Linked DNA regions of Xenopus tropicalis: region 1 is linked to region 2. The links are chromatin contacts, called in public Hi-C maps. All regions are on one chromosome and are shown on one strand. The core of a region is the stretch at or near the end of the contact, and the rest is flanking DNA. Distances in the headings are between cores, read along the strand shown.

Evidence for each region. Hi-C and Micro-C count contacts between places; a contact is called where the count stands out from the background.
Region 1: a contact with region 2 is called in a Hi-C map of neurula embryo, with 3 times the contacts expected there. The contact joins the promoter of nenf here to the promoter of nsl1 in region 2. A contact is called at or near these places in 3 of 5 Hi-C or Micro-C datasets (brain, liver and neurula embryo).

What each region holds. Positions count from the first base shown.
Region 1 is chr5:14,590,054-14,594,234 of UCB_Xtro_10.0, reverse strand. nenf (neudesin neurotrophic factor) reads left to right here and starts at 1,811. Exons shown (of 4, transcript NM_001030454.1): 1 at 1,811-1,969; 2 at 2,393-2,453; 3 at 3,040-3,143. The coding sequence starts at 1,817.
Region 2 is chr5:14,378,291-14,382,677 of UCB_Xtro_10.0, reverse strand. nsl1 (kinetochore-associated protein NSL1 homolog) reads right to left here and starts at 1,999. Exons shown (of 6, transcript XM_002934685.5): 1 at 1-1,999. The coding sequence starts at 1,807. It overlaps tatdn3 (putative deoxyribonuclease tatdn3-B), which reads left to right and starts at 2,266. Exons shown (of 10, transcript XM_012963946.3): 1 at 2,266-2,424. The coding sequence starts at 2,362.

The sequences.
Region 1 (4,181 bases), core at 562-3,061, 210 kb before region 2:
GATTAGTCGCCACGTGACAAATCTTCCTTGTCGCGGGGGACTAATCTCCCCGCATTGCCATTCCCACCGGATAGAATGTAAATCGCCAGTGGGATAGCATACGTGGCTCCACCATTTGCAGAAGTCACCCAAAGTTTCCTCTCAAGGCAACCTCGGCAAATCACGGCGCCACGTATGCCATCCCACCGGCGATTTACATTCTAGCCGGTGGGATGGCATTGCGGGGAGATTAATTGCCCGTCACATGATAACAATTCAAAATTGACCTCAGGTAGGAGGTTAGAGATTATTTACACACCTGTCGACTCTTAGGTTAATGCCACACGGGCGTATTCTTGGCAAGCGTTTTTCAGCTTGCCCGCTAGGGATGTAGCTGAACCTAAAAAAAAAAGTTTGCGAACACGTTCGCGAACTTACGCCAAAAAGCGCAAATATTCGCGAGCTTTGTGAACCCCTTAGACTTCAATGGGAAGGCAAACTTTAAAACCTAGAAAAGCCATTTCTGGCCAGAAAACTGATTTTAAAGTTGTTTAAAGGGTGCCACGACCTGGACAGGGGCATGCAGGAGGGGGATCAAGGGCAAAAATTTCTCTAAAAAATACTTTGTTGAAAAAGCGTTGCGTAAAAACGGGCAGACCTAGCGGAAATACGCGGCGTTTTTTGCTATTTCGCGCTATTGGCACCATGGAAACGGGATTTGCTTACACCAGTATTAGGCTGAAAAACGCCATGTGTGGTTGTGCGGCGTTTTTTAGGCTGAGAAAAAACGCAGAGAAAAAACGCAGCGGAAAAAAATGCGGCGAACCCAAATTGCGAACATACACGGAAAGTTCGTGAACTTGCGCGTTCGCGAACACCCGATGCTCGCGCGAATTAGTTCGCCGGCGAACAGTTCGCTACATCTCTATTGCCCGCTACTGTCAATTCAGCCTACCTTGTACCTGCACCCAAATGAATGGAATGCGCTCGGTGCAGGCACATGTAGCCAAAATCTGCATAAAAACACAAGAATTTTCAGCGGATATCGGCTACATGTGCCGGCACCCAAGCGCATCCCATTCATTCAGGTGCAGGCACAGGTAGGGGCATTTTTGAGCGTATGGAGCATATTCTCGGCTAATGCCACACTATGTGTAGCATTAGCCTTAGACCAGGGGGGGCAAGACGTTGATCGCAGTCCATCAGTCGATCCCCCATGGATTTCTGATGGACCACGTAAGCCCCGGAATATGTAAGTGCGGCGCATTTATTGGGTATGCGTACGTATGCTGCATCGCGGATATATGCAGGGAGGAGTCAAAGGTAGATCCCCGGGGGAAAATGTCTGGGCACCCCTGCATTAGACATTTTATTGTGAGACGCCCCTATTTCTACCTGTACAGGGCTGGGCTGTGGGGGAAACATGTGGTTTGAATATAAATGGGTGCTGTTTGGCCATCTCAGGGGACAGATCACTAGGACGCACATCTGGAAAGAAAAATTGGGGTCTGCCTCACAAATTGTACCAATTCTCCTTTAAAAGGTTTTCTATTTAAAAAAGGATTTCCACAAAATTTAGATTTTCCTCTGGATCGTGTATTTAGTAGTTTAAGCACAAAATGTAACATTACAGGAAGAATAGGTTAATACCAGACAACTGTGACTGATTATTAGGCTTGTATGTACAGTATTCACTTATTCCTGCCTCAGTAATAAGGCAAACTCTCGCCTGCCGCCCAGAACACACAATTGAGAGCGGTGCATGCCGGGCTTGTTGGGCGGGGCTTAACTCAAGCAAAACTTTGCCTCAGTTCGCATCCCGGAAGTTGCTCCCAATATGCCGGAGGTTAGTGTTTGGCACCGGTGCGCGGTGATACTGTGCCTTGTGCTACTGAGCGGTGCCTCCCAGGAGCCCCAGCAGCCCGGGCCGCGCCAGAAGCCTGTCAGACTCTTCACTGAGGATGATTTAGCCACCTACAATGGGGAGAAGGCAAGTACCCAGTGCCATCCTGCTTGGGCTGCTCTCATTGGTTACAGCATGGGAAACTGGATCACATGATCTCCTGGGTTGGGAGGATTGGCTCTCTCTTTCCCGAGCAAGGGGGCATCCGGGCCACCAAGGATTCCACAAGTGGATCTCACAATGTGTTTCTTGGCCAAATGGCTCATAGGGAAAGTGGAGATGCTTCTCTTTTTAATGTAAACTTCAATAAAGAGGGTCTGGGGCTGGTTCACCATTAAGGGTTAAAACTGAGCATTTGCAGTTAATATGCTGGAAGGAGCTCAGGCCAATAAGGGGCCAGGGGTTGAGGGACAGGGATGCTGGGAGCAGGAATAGACAAAGGCCCGGGTTCTGTTGGATTAGTGTCACTAATGGGCACGGCTAACTGCCTTCTTTCTCTTTCCTTTCAAGGATGAGCAGCCAATCTATATGGCAGTAAAAGGAACTGTATTCGACGTGTCTGCTGGGAAAGGTAATGATTCCGTATAATACAGCAGCGAGGATAGCGGCAGGATTATCTTTGCTTGAAATAGCGTCTGAGGCCCCGTTGTTTATAATCAGACCTACAGTATCCCACCAACAACTGCCCCCCTGGCAGCAGCTCAGTGACAGCTGGAACAGGATGATAATCTAACCAATAAGGTGTTTGCTTGTAGACAGGTGACCAGTAAACACATAGATGAGATAGGCAGGCACTCCGGAAATCCAATCAGGTAGAATAGAAGCTCAAATATTAAAGTAAGATCAAAAGTATTTTATTGAAGCATACACATAAATGCTAAGCCTTACGCGTTTTGTGCCAATCTGAGCACTTAATCATAGGCTGAATAACACCTGACCTGCTGATTAGTTGCTATGGGTTAGTGGTACTGGGTACACTTAATATCATTTATTACGTAACCCCTATAATACGCTGTATTTTGCCCAAAAGGCAATTGCTACTAAACCCACCACTTTTATGTGCTGTGGCAGTTCCCTCATTGCAAGATCTCGTGGCTTTGTATGATGTAAGAGATCATGATTTTTTTTTTTTTTTTTTTTAATTGCAATTTTACCAGAGTTTTATGGAAAAGGAGCCTCATACAATGCCCTTGCAGGAAAGGACTCAACGCGGGCAGTCGCCAAGATGTCACTGGATCCAGCGGACCTTACTTATGATACAGTAAGAACATGGCCATTTGCTTTTGTAGTATGAATCCACACAGGGAAAGCAGTGAAACAGCATCTCCATTTATGGCTGTAATAACTCCCTAATAACCATGGAAAGGTGTTTCCTAATAGTTTATCATATCATTCGTATTATTTTTTACTTAAACTATTACTAGTAAAACTGGGCTAATATAGCTTGAAATCCAGTTGGGAAAAAAAATACTGTTTTGCCTAAAAATGCTCATGGTGGCCTGGTGTGAGCAGCAATGTTGCGTCCCTAAGCATTAGTGCGTGTTATGTCACTTTCAAGTGTATGATGGGTGAGTCAAAACATGGCCCCCAGACATGGGAGCTCCCTCCAGGTACGGGTGGCATAGTGATGGTTATGGGCATTTGGGTGCAACTGGCTGAACAGGGGTTGACACTGGCTGCCAGTATAACTAGAGAGGAAGCAGACCCCATGGGGGGCCCTGGTCTGCTTCCTCTAAGGGCGGGGCTGTGGGTGACCCATGGTGCATGTTCACATGTTGGTCACCCATGATTTTGTGATTTCAGCTAGGGGGGTTGGGATCCCAAGAAAACATTTTGCAGAGGGCCTGCCCCAACAGTTACCCCACTGCTGGCTGCTTTGACTGAGCGAGAGCTTATTGGTCTGCAAAGGTGTCCAAAACTGGGACTGGGAAAGTTTGTATAATGTTCTTAGAAGCTGTCCTCCTCCAGCTGGTGTCTATGGTGTAAGCTCTATGGGGCAGGGACCTCCTTCCTACTGTGTCTCATACCACATGGCACATATATTTTGTATTTATTTATTATATCACTTGTCCTCCCTTTGTGTAATTGTGTATATTGTAAGATTGTACAGCGCTGCGTACCCTTGTGGCGCTTTATAAATAAAGTTATACATACAGTGGAGGAAATAATTATTTGACCCCTCACTGATTTTGTAAGTTTGTCCAATGACAAAGAAATGAAAAGTCTCAGAACAGTATCATTTCAATGGTAGGTTTATTTTAACAGTGGCAGATAGCACATCAAAAGGAAAATCGAAAAA
Region 2 (4,387 bases), core at 750-3,249:
CACTCGATGGACCCGCTTCACTTGAGCCTTGGGCTCTGCTACTGGCTGACAGGCTGGATTCACACTGCCTGGATGGATTAGATTCACTGCAGCCATGGATAATCCTCTCGTTAGGGACTTGGGATAATTGACCAACAGGCTGCTCATTGCCAAGTAAACCTTGTACATTATTGGACAGTCTCTGCTTCCCAGGGCTGCGGGTCCCACACTTAGTGGAAGGATCTTGGTGTTCTGTATTTTTATGAACCTCTGCGCTGTATTGTGCTTTACTCTTAGTAACAGTCCCAGTCTCAACAGGGTTTTGCCTTTTGGTCCCAGAAACAAGTTCTGCCTCTGCAGAGTTTGCTACTTTGCTTGGATCTATAGACCCTGCCCCTGCAGGACTGTGTGCTTTCCTTTTACTTGGAGATCCATACACTGTAGGACTTGCAGCTTTCCTTTTACTGATCAATCCTGACTTTACAGGGCTCAGTACTGTTCCATTCCCAGTGCTTGATGCTCTGACTTGAGCTTTTGCAGGACTCTCATCACTGGAAGACTTTATCCGGCTAGGTGCACTAATGGGGGATCCAGCCCTTGTTGGGCTCAACACTTTGTCTATTATAGGGCTATGGGCTTTGCCGCTTCTGGAATCCCCAACCTTTACAGGGCTCGTCCCTTCGTGCCTATTGGGAATCTCAGCCTTTATAGGGCTGGGGGCTTTGTCTTTAGTTGGAGTCACAGTCATTCTGGGGTTAGTGGGGGTGCCAATCTTTTTAGGGCTGGGGGCTTTGCTCTTAGTGGGGGTGCCAATCTTTTTAGGGCTGGGGGCTTTGCTCTTAGTGGGGGTGCCAATCTTTTTAGGGCTGGGGGCTTTGCTCTTAGTGGGGGTGCCAATCTTTTTGAGGACTTTGCTCTTAGTGGGGGTCTCGGGCTTTTTAGGGCTGGGGGCTTTGCTCTTAGTGGGGGTCTCGGGATTTTTAAGGCTGGGGGCTTTGCTCTTAGTGGGGGTCTCGGGATTTTTAAGGCTGGGGGCTTTGCTCTTAGTGGGGGTCTCAGGCTTTGCAGGGCTGGGGGCTTTGCTATTAGTGGGGGTCTCAGGCTTTTTAGGGCTGGGGGCTTTGCTCTTAGTGGGGGTCTCAGGCTTTTTAGGGCTGGGGGCTTTGCTCTTGGTGGGGGTCTCAGGCTTTTTAGAGCTGGGGGCTTTGCTCTTGGTGGGGGTCTCAGGCTTTTTAGGGCTGGGGGCTTTGCTCTTAGTGGGGGTCTCAGGCTTTTTAGGGCTAAAGGCCTTGCTCTTAGTGGGGGTCTCGGGCTTTTTAGGGCTGGGGGCTTTGCTATTAGTGGGGGTCTCAGGCTTTGTAGGGCTGGGGGCTTTGTTCTTGGTGGGGGTCTCAGGCTTTGTAGGGCTGGGGGCCTTGCTCTTGGTGGGCGGCTCCGGCCGTTCGATACCCGAGTCTTTCCCTTCACTGACGCGCCCATCTCTCCCATATTCACAAACACTGGCGCCTCCCCGGGCTCGGTTCCTTCTCGCATATCTCGTTTCCCGGGTCTTCCCCTGTGACTGCGCCCCCCGTATATTCCCAGACACGGTCCGGCCTGCGGATTCAGGCGGCGCCGAGACCCCGTACGCACTGCCGCCGTCGGTACCGGGAGAAACCACCTTCAGACGGCCGCTACGCCTTAGCGAGCCGCCACCAGAAATTGCCGCCATTTTTGGATTGAAAAAATAAAAAAAATCCTTCAAACAGGAAGTGTCCAGCACAAACTCGGCTCGGCGGGGAAACCGCGCATCGTGAATGTTAGTTCCGTATACAGTGGGTCCATTCATTAGAGCTTATGGATGCATTAATCCGACTCTGTAGTGAAACACTCCTTATTACAGGGCAGACTCCTGCATAAGACCGGGGAGACAATTACTTACGGACCCCAACAGAATATCCTTTCCGCCATCTTGCTACACCCTACTCCCGGTGGGTGGAGTGGCTACTGCGCAGGCGCGGGTGGAAGTGTGGCCCTCAACAGAATCTCCTTTCCGCCATCTTGCTACACCCTACTCCCGGTGGGTGGAGTGGCTACTGCGCAGGCGCGGGTGGAAGTGTGGCCCTCAACGGAATCTCCTTTCCGCCATCTTGCTACACCCTACTCCCGGTGGGTGGAGTGGCTACTGCGCAGGCGCGGGTGGAAGTGTGGCCCTCAACAGAATATCCTTTCCGCCATCTTGCTACACCCTACTCCCGGTGGGTGGAGTGGCTACTGCGCAGGCGCGGGTGGAAGTGTGGCCCTCAACAGAATCTCCTTTCCGCCATCTTGCTACACCCTACTCCCGGTGGGTGGAGTGGCTACTGCGCAGGCGCGGGTGGAAGTGTGGAGCTGTGTTTTCCCATGGCTCGGTCTGCAGTTCTGGTGGACTGTCACTGTCACCTCTCTGCCTCAGACTTTGATCATGTAAGCATATCCTCCATTATTTCCCATTTTGGTTGGGGGCAGGGAATCACTATGGCAGCTCTACCTCCCCAGTAGCCCATGCAAGTCTTACATTGCCTGTCATATTATAAAGAGGGTTATGTATTTCCCACACCCTGTGACCAAGTCTTATCTTTCCTGGAGCCCTGGTATGTTATTGTGTGTACTGTTTACTGGGATAGAGCCCACATTATAGAGAAGGGGGGAGGGATATAGGGCTAGACCCCCAGTATACGTCTGTATGCCATTCTACAGCCTGCAGGTGTTGCTGAACTACAGTAACATTCCTGTAATGCCCCTTCTTCCTTCCTACATTGGCAGGGGCCCATTCTTGTCTGGTTCCATTCCCAATGTATTCTTTGTGCATGGTCCAATGGACCACATAAGAGACCCCATGCGTAGACTTTCATCCTCTATGTGGCAGAATGGTGCAGAACCCTTTGAACTAGCTGCAGGGGCCACCATCAGTAACCATGGAGCCCTTAACTACTAATGGCCCCCCTGGGTGGTTAAAAAAGCCCCTTGCATGCACAGCCACACCCCTGAGCCACCCTGGCCACTCCCCAATTATGCCCAAACTCTGCCCACAATCAGCCTAAGCCCCGCCCTATTCACAACCCAGGAAACACGCCTTTCCATGTCATAGTAACATAGTAACATACATAGTAACATAGTAAGTTGGGTTGAATAAAGACATACGTCCATCACGTTCAACCATAATGCCTATATATAACCTGCCTAACTACAAGTTGATCCAGAGGAAGGCAAAAAACCCCATCTGAAGCCTCTCTAATTTGCCGCAGAGGGGAAAAAATTCCTTCCTGACTCCAAGATGGCAATCGGACCAGTCCCTGGATCAACTTGTACTAAGAGCTATCCCCCATAACCCTGTATTCCCTCGCTTGCTAAGAATCCATCCAGTCCCTTCTTAAAGCTATATAATGTATCAGCCAGTACAACTGATTCGGGGAGGGAATTCCACAACTTCACAGCTCTCACTGTAAAAAATCCTTTCCGAATATTTAAATGGAACCTCCCTTCTTCTAAACGGAGTGGGTGCCCTCGTGTCCGTTGGAAGGACCTACTGGTAAATAAAACATTAGAAAGGTTATTATATGATCCCCTTATATATTTATACATAGTTATCATGTCACCTCTTAAGCGCCTCTTCTCCAGTGTAAACAGACCCAACTTGGCCAGTCTTTCTTCATAACTGAGACTTTCCATACCCTTTACCAGCTTAGTTGCCCTTCTCTGGACCCTCTCTAACTCAGTAATGTCCCGTTTGAGCACTGGAGACCAAAACTGAACAGCATATTCTAGATGGGGCCTTACCAGCACTCTGTAAAGGGGAAGAATAACCCCCTCCTCCCGTGAATCTATACCCCTTTTAATACAGCTCAAAACCTTGTTTGCCCTTGCAGCTGCTGCCTGGCATTGCTTGCTACAGCCAAGTTTATTATCTACAAGGACTCCAAGGTCCTTCTCCATTATGGATTTACCTAGTGCAGTCCCATTAAGGGTATACGGGGCTTGCATATTGTTACATCCCAGGTGCATGACCTTACATTTATCCACATTAAATCTCATCTGCCACTTAGCTGCCCAGATTGCCAGTTGGTCAAGATCCTGCTGCAGGGATGTCACATCCTGGATAGAATTGACTGCAGAGTTTTGTGTCATCTGCAAACACTGATACATTACTCATAATCCCCTCCCCCAAGTCATTTATGAACAAGTTAAACAAAAGTGGACCCAGTACAGAACCCTGATGGACCCCACTGAGAACCTTATTCCAAGTAGAGAATGTGCCATTAACAACCACCCTCTGTACCCGATCCTGTAGCCAGTTTTCAATCCATGTGCAAACGACTTCACTAAGACCAATAGACCTTAGTTTAGAAAGCAGTCGTTTGTGGGGAACGGTATCAAATGCTTTGGCAAA